Regions from separate parts of the Zea mays genome. Here region 2 is linked to region 1. A link is a contact called in public Hi-C data. All regions are on one chromosome and are shown on one strand. The core of a region is the stretch at or near the end of the contact, and the rest is flanking DNA. Distances in the headings are between cores, read along the strand shown.

The links. Hi-C and Micro-C count contacts between places; a contact is called where the count stands out from the background.
Region 2: a contact with region 1 is called in a Hi-C map of root tip, with 4 times the contacts expected there. The contact joins the promoter of LOC100281505 here to the promoter of LOC100191226 in region 1. A contact is called at or near these places in 8 of 25 Hi-C or Micro-C datasets (bundle sheath, ear, endosperm and 3 more).

The regions. Positions count from the first base shown.
Region 1 is chr5:59,860,763-59,867,320 of Zm-B73-REFERENCE-NAM-5.0, reverse strand. It overlaps LOC100191226 (putative protein kinase superfamily protein), which reads left to right and starts at 2,468. Exons shown (of 1, transcript NM_001152528.1): 1 at 2,468-4,544. The coding sequence starts at 3,343. The coding sequence ends at 3,942. It overlaps sbp25 (SBP-transcription factor 25), which reads left to right. Exons shown (of 5, transcript NM_001365656.1): 5 at 1-382. The coding sequence ends at 185.
Region 2 is chr5:60,014,175-60,020,732 of Zm-B73-REFERENCE-NAM-5.0, reverse strand. It overlaps LOC100281505, which reads right to left and starts at 3,838. Exons shown (of 11, transcript NM_001154423.2): 1 at 3,451-3,838; 2 at 3,080-3,308; 3 at 2,883-2,965; 4 at 2,690-2,788; 5 at 2,508-2,601; 6 at 1,854-2,077; 7 at 1,555-1,667; 8 at 871-1,078; 9 at 436-499. The coding sequence starts at 3,494. It overlaps LOC100382664, which reads right to left. Exons shown (of 10, transcript NM_001361672.1): 7 at 6,463-6,555; 8 at 6,227-6,346; 9 at 5,527-5,893; 10 at 5,020-5,420. The coding sequence ends at 5,573. LOC100275809 reads left to right here and starts at 3,906. Exons shown (of 3, transcript NM_001403697.1): 1 at 3,906-4,242; 2 at 4,357-4,489; 3 at 4,598-5,514. The coding sequence starts at 4,134. The coding sequence ends at 4,727.

The DNA of each region.
Region 1 (6,558 bases), core at 1,219-3,718:
CTCACGCGGACGCCGGTGCATTGCTGCCGCCCCTCGCCACCGTTGCCGTCTCCAACGCCGCCGCCGCCGCCGGGCATCCTCTGGACCCGTCCCCGGGAAGGTTCTGGCCGCAAGACGATCATCCCCCGCTCGTCGACGGACCCGCCACGCAGATTCCGGAGCTGGCGCACCTCCGGATATGGTGAAAGGAAACGCATGTGATGCGGTGACTGGTGACATGCCAGTTCGAGGGCCTGGCTGGGAACACATCTGGTTGGTTAGCCTGCCGCTCTGGCTTGAATTTGCCGGCGACGACAGTCTTTGTTTGTATCTTTTGATCAGAACGGACACAGACATGTTTGCACAATATAATGTGACGAGTCCCTCTTTGGGGTTGAGGAGTGAGGAGATGGAGAACGATAGGAGGCAAAAATATATATATATATATATATATATATATATATATATATATATATATATATATATATATATATATATATATATATATATATATATATATATTTGTTTCGCGCGTTTTCCCGGCAGTATTTAAAATATTTAGGATCAGCTGTGTGCTTCTGCCGAATCACGTTTCAGCGTTGTCGTTATTAGAGCAACTTCAATAGGAGCTCTAAACATATAAACAAATTGAAATATAGGGTCTAAACATTAAAAAGACAGCTTCAACAGGAGCCTTATTTTAATAAAATTCATCTAAACATTTTCGTGTTGGAAGGAAGCCGCCCCTCTCTATCCTCCCGTCAGTCCCCTCTCCATCTTCCTGCTTCAGCACTTGTGATGAAAGAACAAGCTGTTTCTGTGACAATGACAGATAATAATTGTCATGCCATCCACTTATTTGCATGAGAAAATCTCTTCAATGTCATCCAAACTTATATGAATATCTTCAATGCCATCAGAATTTATAGATTCCCTTCAATATCATCAAATTTAAATTTTAATCCCTTTAATGACATTACCGTTAGTTTGGAGCTAACGCCGTTAGTTCAATTTAAAGTCAATCTCTCCAGTGCCACTAAAATCTATACTGGTCCATTCAATACCACTAGAAATTGGTTCGATCTATTTGTGGTTTAAAAAATCCAGAATTAAGAAATATGGATCAAATTTTTAAAATTCCACGATTTTTAAAAACTTCAGTCCATACATATGCTTCGGCAACAGAAAGTAGAATGTTCAGATCATGGACAGACCAAGCTAACTTGAGAGTAGAAAATCATTTCATCCATTTGCATATACTTCAGCAGCAGAAAGTGAGGCAACACAAACTGATGTCTGTACTAAGTTTGGATTGATCCTTTCTTTGTCACGGTCTCTGAATCTCCGATCGAGCTGTTTTTGTGGCGGCGCTAGAGCAACAAGATTAGAAAATGCCGGCCATTGGGCGACTGGGGTGGGGGAACGACAAGCACAATGGATGGCGGCAAATGTAAAATAATAGAAAAGGCCCGGCGGTAGTTGCAACGAAATGAAGGTTTAAGGCTAAACATGGTTGGGAACGGGCCTTTAATTTGGACCCTAAACAAGTTGACTGCGTAGCTAATTTGAAATATAGGGGCGTAATTATAAGGCTAATGGTTGGAGTTGCTCTTACGCCCCGTTTGGATCACTGGAATTGAATTCCATTCTAATAATAGTAATTTAGGCATATATTAATTAAGCTAATTTGGTTTTATGCAAAATATATTTGTATACTATTATTAGCAAGATGTCGGAGATATTTATGTGCTACATTTTTACTATAGGTGAGTGAAACGAAGAATGTCATGTAAGTTATAGATTAGAAACCAATTCTAGTAATGCATAAAATCATTTCCCACCCTCCACCCCATGAATTTGAGATAGGCTTATATCTGAACTCTAGAAAGTGGTGGAATGTCAAATTCCAAACTAAATAAGTTACTTTATTGAGTGAATTCCAATTTCTCTAAAATGAAGGGATCCAAACGCCCCGTTAGAGAAATTTATTCAAGTGAAATTCATGGCTGGTAATGTGGTTTCTTGTGTCGACGGCACCAGGGGATAATAGTCCGGATAGACCTTCGACTACCTTGGAATTTGTACTAAAAACAATCTACTTCTCAGGTTGAAGTCCAAATAATCAGATCTATACAATTTATAACTTAATCTGATGAATCAAAATATCAAATGCATTGTGAGATATTTTGATTATTTTTTTGTTTAGGTGCCGAATTATGGAAATTCTGGAATTATATATTGTACATCCATTCTCGAATATTTATCGTCCGCTAGTTTATTTTTAAACTAAATAACGATAAATAAAAAAACGAAGAGAATATTACATGTCTAATTTTTTTTAATCCTCAGCTATCCAAATCCTGGGTCCGCGCTACTGAACGACACTACGATGCGTGCACGATGGTGGTTGGTACCTGGCCCAAGATTTCGTTTGGCTCTCATGTCTGTTTAGCTGTTGCATGCCAAATTAAGGCAAAGCAGGCAAAGGCGCGAGGCGGCGGGCTGGCCACCCAAAAGCTCGGGGCGCCCATGCTCCGACCATTGCTCCCGCCGCTAGCTCGTCTCCGGCCCCTGCCTATTCATTCGTCTCTCCCAGCAGCTCACCGTCGTGCCTCCTCCATCGGCATCCACCCGGCCGAGAGCACAACGTGTACCGTCTCTCCCCAGCGTGCGCGCGCGCGTGGTCGGAGGCTGCCGTCGCTCGCGTCGGCCGCCCCCGCCGGCCAGCGAGAGCGAGGGACAACGACCGACCGACCGACCAGCTCGAGGTGAATGAACAGCCGCATACCGTTCCTCCAGAAAATGCACCGCTGGATCATCCCTAGCTGCGGCGACACCCGCCAGCCGCGCCCTTCCTCCCGCCATCGAGGTATGCACCATGACCTCAAGGAGCTGGCGTCTGTAAAATGCTCGACGTATGTGATCTGTGCGTTCCCGATCGCGCGCGGCGCACGCGTGCAGATGCGTTCCCGAGGCCGGCGTCGGCGTCGGCGTCGGCGTCGGCGGCCCCGTCCCCTCAGAAGCTGAGGAAGGTGGGGTCGGAGGGGACGCTGGTGCTGTCCGTGCCCAAGGACGTAGAGGAGATCCGGACCATGTCGGCGTACGGCCGCCTCAAGCTCTTCACCTACCACGAGCTCAGGAAGGCCACCGGCAACTTCAACCCGGGGCAGATCGTCGGCGAGGGCGGCTTCGGCGTCGTGTACAGAGGGGTCATCGACGGCTCCGTGCGGAAGGGCTACCCGTCCACCGCGGTCGCCGTCAAGGTGCTCAACCCGCAGGGACTCCAGGGTGACAGGGAGTGGCTGGTATGGTCAGGGCTCTGGCACCGATCCATCCATCTCTGCGCGCGTGCAAGCGTCATGCATGTGTTCCGGCCATCCATCTCCAATCTCACCCCCGACCCGACGACGTGACGTCCATGGACGTGCTTGTGCGTGCGTGCAGACGGAGGTGAGCTACCTCGGACAGTACAGCCACCCGAACCTGGTGGAGCTCATCGGCTACTGCTGCGAGGACGACCACCGGCTGCTGGTGTACGAGTTCATGGCCAAGGGCAGCCTGGAGCACCACCTGTTCCGCCGCTCCTGCAGACTCTCGTGGACGACGCGGGTGGCCATCGCGCTCGACGTCGCCAGGGGCCTCGCCTTCCTCCACGGGCCCGACCGCCCCATCATCTACCGGGACTTCAAGAGCTCCAACATCTTGCTCGACGCGGTTTGTTCGTTTTTATTGCATGCGTTGGCGTACGATCGATCGTCAGTTCACATTCACCCCGGCCTGCCGGTGCCGGTGACCACCAATTATAAAGCACCAGACTCACCACCGTGCCTCTCTCGATCTGCCAGAAATTCAACGCCAAGCTGTCGGACTTCGGGCTCGCCAAGGAAGGGCCGATGGGCGGTGAGACGCACGTGTCCACCAGGGTCATGGGCACCTACGGCTACGCCGCGCCGGAGTACATAGCCACCGGTAGGTATCTCCGATCCTCCACCACCTCCTTCTTCTTCCCAGACGTAGATGAGATCACTGCCTGCCGGCGTCCGGCGCTCGCTGCTGCAACGATAGTATGCAATGCAGGGCACCTGACGGTGATGAGCGACGTGTACGGCTTCGGCGTGGTGCTGCTGGAGATGCTGGTGGGACGGCGCGCGCTGGAGCCGAGCCGGGCGGGAGGCCGCGACGGCAGCCTGGTGGACTGGGCGCGGCCCATCCTTATCCGGCCCAAAAAGTTGGAGCGGATCCTGGACCGGCGGATGGGCGAGGTCTGCTCGGAGATGGGCCTGCAGCGCGTGGCCCGCCTCGCGTACGACTGCCTCAGCCAGAACCCCAAGGTCCGGCCCTCCATGGCCAGGGTCGTCACCACGCTCGAGGCAGTCCTCGCCGCCGGTGCCGGTGCCGCCGACGCCGCGCCGCGGTGAGACCGGAGGTTGATGTAGGTAGTAGGGTCGGCATACGGATTAATTAGGTGCGTACGGGTATATGCTTGGGCGGAGGAGGCATGTTTAATTTGGTGTAATCATTTGATCGAATCGATTATTCATGGAGTTTAAATATATTAAAGTTGTAAAAGAATAGAAAAACAATTCTGCAGCTTTTCTCGGACGCTTTTGTACAGCGCCACCGGCGACCAAGTAGTATAGTAGAGAATGATTTTTTTAGACGATGAAAAGAAGTTACGTTTTAAACCTACTAGGTAGCATGCGTTGCGATGGCTCTGTTGACACCTTTTTAGGGCGTCAATCACTCAACACGAATTAGCGGTGGTGCTCTCTGCACAGAAGCGGATGGTCCGCAGCCTGGCGCGAGGCTAGGTTTTCCTGCCTGACGGCCGGACGGTCCGCGCGTGCGTAGGGGCGGCGGAAGATCGCCGGTGGCGTCTGGATCTCGCTCCTGGGTAGAGATGGCAACGGGTACAAACCCGCTGGGTTTTGCCGTCCCAAACCCGTACCCGTGAACAATATCTATGCCCATTAAAAAACCCATACCCATGACGGGTTTGAGATTTTGCCCAAACCCGTACCCATCGGGTTTGCGGGTACCCATGGGTTACCCGCGGGTTTCATCTCCAATATACTTGTTCTTCTCATAATCAATAAGTATCGTAATGATTAATGATATCATGATCCAAAATTTATGTAATGAACAACGAGTTCATGATTTGGTATAAAAATTATTAGTAGAGAAAATGAAATACAAATAATAAGTTGTATAATTAAGTGACCTTGCACTAAGTTATCCATCCACCACATATATAACGCTAGTAAAACCTATAATAGCAAGCAAGCAACACTCTCATCGACTACTGATACATTCACCAATTGATAAAATTTATGAAGTAAATAAGGAATAACAAGTTTGTTGTTCGTTTATAAAATAAAATGACAATATGCACTAGGTTTGGTCGGGTTTAAAAAACCCACGGGTTCACGGGTCTGGGTACTATAGGAACAAACCCGTACCCATAAACCCGCTGGGTATAGATTTATGCCCATTAACAAACCCATGGGTATGAAAATTGACCCAAACCCGTACCCTAATGAGGTAAAAACCCATCGGGTTTCGGGTTTCGGGTACCCATTGCCATCTCTACTCCTGGGAGGGACCCCGTCGGGGAGGAGAGATCCTAGGAGTTGTCTAGGCTCGGGCAGGCCGACCTAGACTCCTCTAATCGACGTAGAGTCGAAGAGAAGCGGAGAATTTGGGGGATCGAGAGGCTAAACTAGAACTAGACTAGAACTACTCTTAATTGTAGAGAAAATAAATGTGAAATAAAAGTGTTATTGATTCGATTGATGATTCCAAATCGGTCGTATACCTCTTTATTTATAGAGGAGGGGGGCTGGACCCTTTACAAACTAATTTCCGAGCTAATTCCGCTAATCTAGCTAACAATCGTACAAAACTCGGAACCCTAATCTGCTCTGCGCACGCGCGGACCGTCCGGCCCACAGGCGCGTGCGCAGAGTATAAAATCTAATCCCCATCCTCTGAAAGGCCAAGGCTTGATGATAGGATGTAATTCGGCTGCAGGGACCAACTGTAGGTCGCTGAATTTTTGACACACTTGGCATCCTTTGTAGTACTTGAAACAATCAGCTATCATGTTAGTCCAATAAAAACCAGACCTTCGCAACAACCACTTCATCTTTGGAGCCGATTGATGGGTACCACAAATTTCTTCATGTACTTTGGCCATGGCTAATATAGCATCTTCTGGGATCAAGCACTTAAGCAAGACGTCGTTGACTGTTCGGCGGTAGAGTTCATCACTCATCAAAACATACTTGAAAGTTGTACGCCGAATGTTCTTATCTATCCTGATATTGGGATTTCGTAAATAATTAGTTATGGGCGTCCTCCAATCACTTGCATCGGCTTCATTATCAGCCGAATTAATTAGGAGAACTTTCCTGGTAACTCCGGGCAGTCTGGAGTCTTTACTCGGACGGTCCGTGGCCTGGGGAATTGGCCCTCCATCGGTTATCAGATTTTCAGTGTTGTGAAATCTCACTCGCTTTATCCGATAACCTCATGCATCTTGTGCCAAATTGTTAGCTCTATGATTCTCAACTCTAGAGA
Region 2 (6,558 bases), core at 2,589-5,088, 150 kb before region 1:
TATATGTATAATTGATTATGGGTTTCCGTTCTTAGTGGCATGGATTTATGTCCTAAAATAGTACATACGTCTCACAATAGTTCAAATTTAGAAAGGTATCAAACATGAAAAATGCACATCAAACAGGTGCTCAACAAGGAAAAGAAAAAAAAATACAGCTAGACAGGAAGGTACATGCAAAAGATTTTGGACACAGAAAACACCAAATAAGAAAATATTGCAGACGACACTGATTCAAAAACTAGAGGTAGTTGCATATCATACACGATCGTACATCACATGCAACAACATGTGGGTGATCCGTGACTGACAACTCAATGGCTGGTCATTAATAAAACAGGAACAAATATGTACTGTACAGGAATAATAATGTCTATAGGCAAACTAGTGTAGAAATAAAACTATCAACATGGACCACAAAAAAGTATTCCATACCTCTCCAATTGACCATTTTTCCTTCAACCAGATACTATCATCCTGATTTTCATTTTTATTGTCCCTGTTGAATAAACATAGGGGGAAAATAGATATAAGCAACAAGAAAAATCACAATGTCGCATAAAATATTGCAAAGGTTACTAATCAAATCGACACAAACAAGCATATATATACATGAACATTCAAGTCTGATTGGTTAGTTTTAGCTAGTCCTTTGTGAGGAAGAGCAGTACTTTCTCCATGGCATCTACACAAGTACTGCATATTCGCGAAGTCAAAAAATAATACCCATTCATCATAGTGTTGGTCTTTTTTTCCTCCACCTCCCATCCCCCCACCCCCTACCCCAACACACACATAGACATTTACTTAAGCTCCATATATTACGTACTCAATGTCAGCATACTCTACACATCTTATTGAAGGACTTACTCAACAGGAGCTTCATTTGTGGCACTTGTAGGAACCACAATTCCACTAAGTAAATCTTGTGACTGCCTATCAATGTCTCTGTGATGGCTAGAGGAGGAAGGGGACTGCTGGTAGCTGGCATGAGGCTTTGAGAAATTGCCAAAACTGGACATGTTTGAGCCTTGAAAAGTCCCAGATGATTGTTGTGATATCTGGCTTCCAAATGGACCTGTAAAATCCTATAAGTTGAAATGGCAGCCAAAAGCAATAGGCCGAATCACATATTTCCTAAATGGCTAAATTAAGAAAAAGAAAGACGACAAAGAAAAGAATATGCAGAACTATAAGTGTCTAGCATGTTTATTTAATTTAATTCTGATTCGATATTAGTGTCCAAAAGAGTTCCTGTTGAGTCCAACTACAATCCTAAAAAAGTTGTATATAAATTAAATGTATGCTCGTCCTAAGTGATATACAAGATTATCCCTAAATCTTTAGCATATATTAGAAACCTATCAAATGATTAGTTCTTTATAAACATATGCCAAAAACGAAGAGCCATGAATCAGAATGATTAAAAAACCAACTAGACATGGATAGACACATTCACGCAAACTATATTACGCACAATTGAATTGACTGAGTACCAAGTTCGTTGAATAAAGGGTAGCAGTGTAACTGCACGGATTAATCAATAATACATACCTGAAACTCCAAATTTCATATCAGAACGACCAAAAGTAGGTGCAGGAAATGTTGGATGGCTTGGTTGGGTAGATTGACCAAAAAGAGTATTGGTTGGGACTCCTGGTGTAGTTCTGCATGAGATAGCTCATTGAATTTAATATGGCACGTGCACACAAAAACTGACTGATCAAAATGGATAATAATGTCTGTAGATTATTTTGAAGACCACTAATTTCTGATGGAATCATCAGTTTATTCAAAAAAATAACAGTAAGGTTAATATTGCCCAACCTCCAAGATAATCAAGTGAACATTACCTGGACCCAGGTCCCATATTAGTTGTTACTCCAATTTGACTGAAACTACTAAACACTGGTGGTCCATTATTTTGAGAAACCCCAAATGCTGAGTTATTTTTCACTTCAGGGAAGGAAGCCACAGTTGGAAAGCTTGGAGTTTGTGATACCGATAGACGTGGCGTGTTCAGAAAATTATTAAAGTCCGTCAGCTTTGCATTTTTCAAATTTTTTTCACCCTCTACCTGAAGAAAGGAAACAAATGAATTAGATGTCATTCTTGATAAAATCCATCAAAGATCATTTCTATGATGACTAAACTATACAGTATATAAGAGAAACTAAAGTAAGTACTGTTGTGTTGCTACAAAAGGCGCAGCTCCAATTGAGTTCTGATAAATACAGGTCTTGTTGCTCAAGCAGGTACATTTTGCATGCCTCTACCATTAGAAAACCTAACAGGAATAAGGGACACAAAGGTACGATCACAAACATTTAATAATATCACATGTGGTTTTCATACAGTTTATTATATATCATTTTCCATGGCCCTTGTAGGAATGTTTTATCACATAATTCAATGTGGAAGATCACATACTTGATACTTCCAACTGGAAAAATCCAATCAAATCAAGACTCGATAACGGGAAGAAAGTTGGAAGCGCCAAAGCTTACTATTGACTGCAGAGGATGCCCTTGCCTGCCTTGCTCATACGCGTTAGCTCTCAGCTCTTCAAAGCTAATATCTCCCGTGATGTCACAAGGACCGCTAACACAAACAAAATACAAAAAGATGAGCACAATGCATTGAGGGAGGCAGATGCCACTAGTTGAAGCACGACGAGTTAGTTATTTACCTCCTGAGGTGAGCATAGCACGTAAGCTTCCAGAGTGGAGTTTCATTCTTAAAATCCTCGGCAATCTGTTGCCTGCAGGACTCAGGATCTGTACAGGAGCTGGCAAAAAAACTCACAAAGTTGGTGACTCACATATAGCAAGGAATAATCAAGCAGGATTCAAAAGTACAGCATCCCAGAATCGCAGACTCACGTGTGGGCTGCTGCTGGTGGCTGTGCCGCTTCCTGTTGCTTCGTTGGGGCTGAGGGGTCCCTTACCCATTTATTTTGAAATGGCTGATTCAACAAATCCATCAGTCAAATAAAGGAATGATCGTTACACAAGCTGAATTCCACAAGTGAGAAAGAACCATAAAAAAACAGATTATGTATCCATCAGACAACACAAACCTTTGCCTGGCCAGGAGCGTTTCTGGACTGTGCAGCCGCACTGCCTTGCACTCCAAATCCAAACGGGTTGGGCTTCTGCTGCTGCTGCTGCTGGAACTGCGCACGAAACGAAGACTGCTGCTGTTGCTGCTGCCTACTCCCTAAGCCGAACCCAAACGGGTTGGGCTTCGCCTGCTGCTGCTGCTGAGAGGAGGCGTGCACAAACCTGCAGTGCGATCCGTACTTGCAGCTGCACCATCCAGGACGTGAATGAAAACCACAGAAGGTACGGGCACCCAGAGCGAGCATAACGACTGAACTTAAATAAATGTGCACAGCCGGAGGCAATCGCATGCCGCGGCAACGGAGAGGGGGAGGAGAATACTCCGCACCTGCCGCGCTGGAAGTTCCTGCAGAGCTCCTGCCGCCGGTCCATCGCCGGGAACGGTGAGGAGGACCCGAGCCGTGCGCTGGAGCTCAAGTCCTAGGGTTTCGTCACCGCCTCCAACTGCAACTGCCTGCTCCCTCACGCGGAACTCGCGTCGACGCGACGCACGGCTCGCGACTTGTGAAACTGGAGCGTAAGGGAAGGGGAAGTACCCGGTGTTCTTTCCTCGCGGCGGCCGGCGTGGCGTGGGCGTGGCACGCGACGCGGGCGGACGCCGTCGGAGTCGGGGAGTCCTACGCAGCGTCGGAGTCGGGAGGATCCTCCCTGGGCCTCGTCCTGGGTGAGGTGCAAGCGCTGGGCTAGGTGCCGCAGGCCCGATAAAGATCCGGCCTAGCCCGGGAGCAGGTGGGCCCATCGTATCTTCCTTCCTCCAGTCGCAACTCGCGAGTCCACTGGTCACTTGTGTTAGCGCTGGTGATTCGGCAGCCAGCGAGGCTGATCCGGGACCGGGTGGCTGGCCGGTGGCCACACCAGAGGTCTATTATACCTGGATTCCGCGAGGCCACGGACCACGGTGCGCGCGCTCTTGTCTTGTTCCTGTGCCTGCCACTGCCAGTGCCACCATCTCGCCGTCGGCGTCGGCTCGTCGCCTGAGAGCCGAGGCCACGCAGGCACCCGGGCCGGGGGATGTCGGCGCCGGCGGCACAGGCCGTGGTGGCGCTGGCTCTCGCGGCCATCCTCTCGACCCCGGCGCCCCAGGCGGACACCTTCTCCAACGTCCCGCCCACGCTCTCCGGTGCGTGCAGACACGCACATTCGGCACATGCTTCGCAACCTTTTTCCCTTTTGTGCATGCGTATGTCGTAGTCGTAGCGTCAGCGTGGCTGACGGAGGAGGAGCTGGTGAGCAGGGGGCGACGGGAAGCAAGAGCGGATCAAGCACCCCAGGTCGGCCAAGGCGTTGCAGTGCACGACCAAGTGCGTCGGCACCTGCATCCGCGGCGGCGGCGGCGCGCCCGGCGAGGGGCCCCTCAACGTCAGGAGGTAAAATAATAAAGAAAAACACCAGCCACCGGACCTACACCGGCGGACGAGTACTGCCGGTGCGTTTGACTTGTTCATTCACGTTGGGTTGTTTTCTGGTGTGCGCAGGCCCCTCGTGGTGTTCAAGGACGGCTTCCGCAGCCGGCAGTACTGGTGGGTACTACTACTACCTGCACTACAGCCCCCTCTTCTTTTCACTATAGCAGATGCTACCACTGCTCGTGGGTCACCAAAGTGAGCTCAACTTTCTGATCTGATCAGTTTGTTGTTCAATTAGCCTGATAGAGTGCTCGGACATTTGCAATCGCATCAAGGATGGGCAGGACGGACCCTGAGACGGGCCAGAGGAACAACATGCCCAAGCCCAAAGTTGTTGGAGCAACTGCCATGGCTGCGGTGCAGGCTAGATATGGGATCCGGTTCTTCTGCCAGGCCTCCAGAAGCAGAACTTCAGAGGCGACAAGGGTAATAAGGTACAGTAAACCAGTCAGTAACATATAGGATCCAGAGACATTTGCTAGCAACAAAATCCGAGAAAAGCTGTTAAGAGTGATGCGTAGTGGTCTTGATAACCGTTAATGCGATGAACGTCAGGACCATGATGAACAGATACAATGCATAAATAGCACCATGATGAACTTAAGTTTTTATCTGGGAGTAGGAGTTATGTACAGTTTTTCTTTTAATGAAACTCGACAAGATGTCGAGACGGACGAACCGATTAAGGAATTCCAAAGATATGCATCTGACTTCCAATGACACGGGTCAATCCAGTGACTGCTATCTCAAATCTTGATACTCTCATGGTCGCTGGATATAAACTTACTTTTCCAGACATGATGGTAACTCGAGAGACAGCTCTTACACTGTTGAGCGGTCTATCAGGGCTTTGGACTTCATCACTTCTGTTGGCAGATGGCAGTTAGGCTGTCTGAAAGCATGTAATATATCAGCAGAGGGCAATCACATAAACCTTTTGTTGTGACTGAATTCATATATAACAGGAGATAAACACACTAAAGGCTAGTGCAGTTTACCATTCAGGTTGTCTAGGCAGGGAAGCATCTGAATCTCGGATAGCAGTTAATTTAACGATCCCGCATCTGGCAGGAAGAGGTAGCGAAACCGAGAATCAAATGGAACGACGCCGAAAGTACGGGTGCCCAGGAGACTTTGCCGCCGTTGAGACACGCAGTGATCGACAAACGTAGCTTGCTGCTGGGGTAGGAAATGCGAGATCCAGATTGGGAAGCTGTTGTCGTCGACAAAGCCACGGGCAAAGCAGTGCAGTATCTTAGGGGCCAGAAGCTTCCCTTTCCGACTCACTCCTACCGATGCTCTAATGAAATCACGCTGTGCGTCTTGAAGTTCTTCCCTCACGTTGTTAGCCGTGTAAATCTTCACCTACAGCGATAGTTAGTCATCTGTCAGCTATTAAGGCCCCGTTTCAATCTCACGGGATAAACTTTAGCTTCCTACTAAACTTTAGCTATATGAATTGAAGTGCTAAAGTTTAGTTTCAATTATCACCATTAGCTCTCCTGTTTAGATTACAAATGGCTAAAAGTAGCTAAAAAAAAGCTGCTAAAGTTTATCTCGCGAGATTGAAACAGGGCCTAAATGTTTGCGCTAGGGACAATCATGAAAGCTTTCAAGTAGTCAACTAGTTTGCCAAAAAAAATAGTGCTAATCTAAGTAATCTTGGCGAAGGGAGCCAAAGCAATGCTTTGAGCTTACCCCGGGAGAAGAATACATTCCACAGCTGAGAGCAAACGTCAGAAGTGGCTCAGGTGCCGCAATGCAGAACTTTTTCTGCTCCTCGGGTACCTTAATCTTCTGGAGGGCAAGAAGCAGAGCCTTGAACCAAAGACAGAAATAACATTGAACTGTTTGTGTTGATTAACCTAAGGAAACCGAAATAAGCAGCACTGCCAGCTAAATGTGCAGCAAGGTTTTTCAGTTAAGTGGTGTACCATCTGTGGCCTATGGCTTGGTGGTTTCATCTTCAGAATTACGTATTCAATAAACGCAGCGCTGAATGAGTGGCCCCCAATGGTGTATGCAGCCTA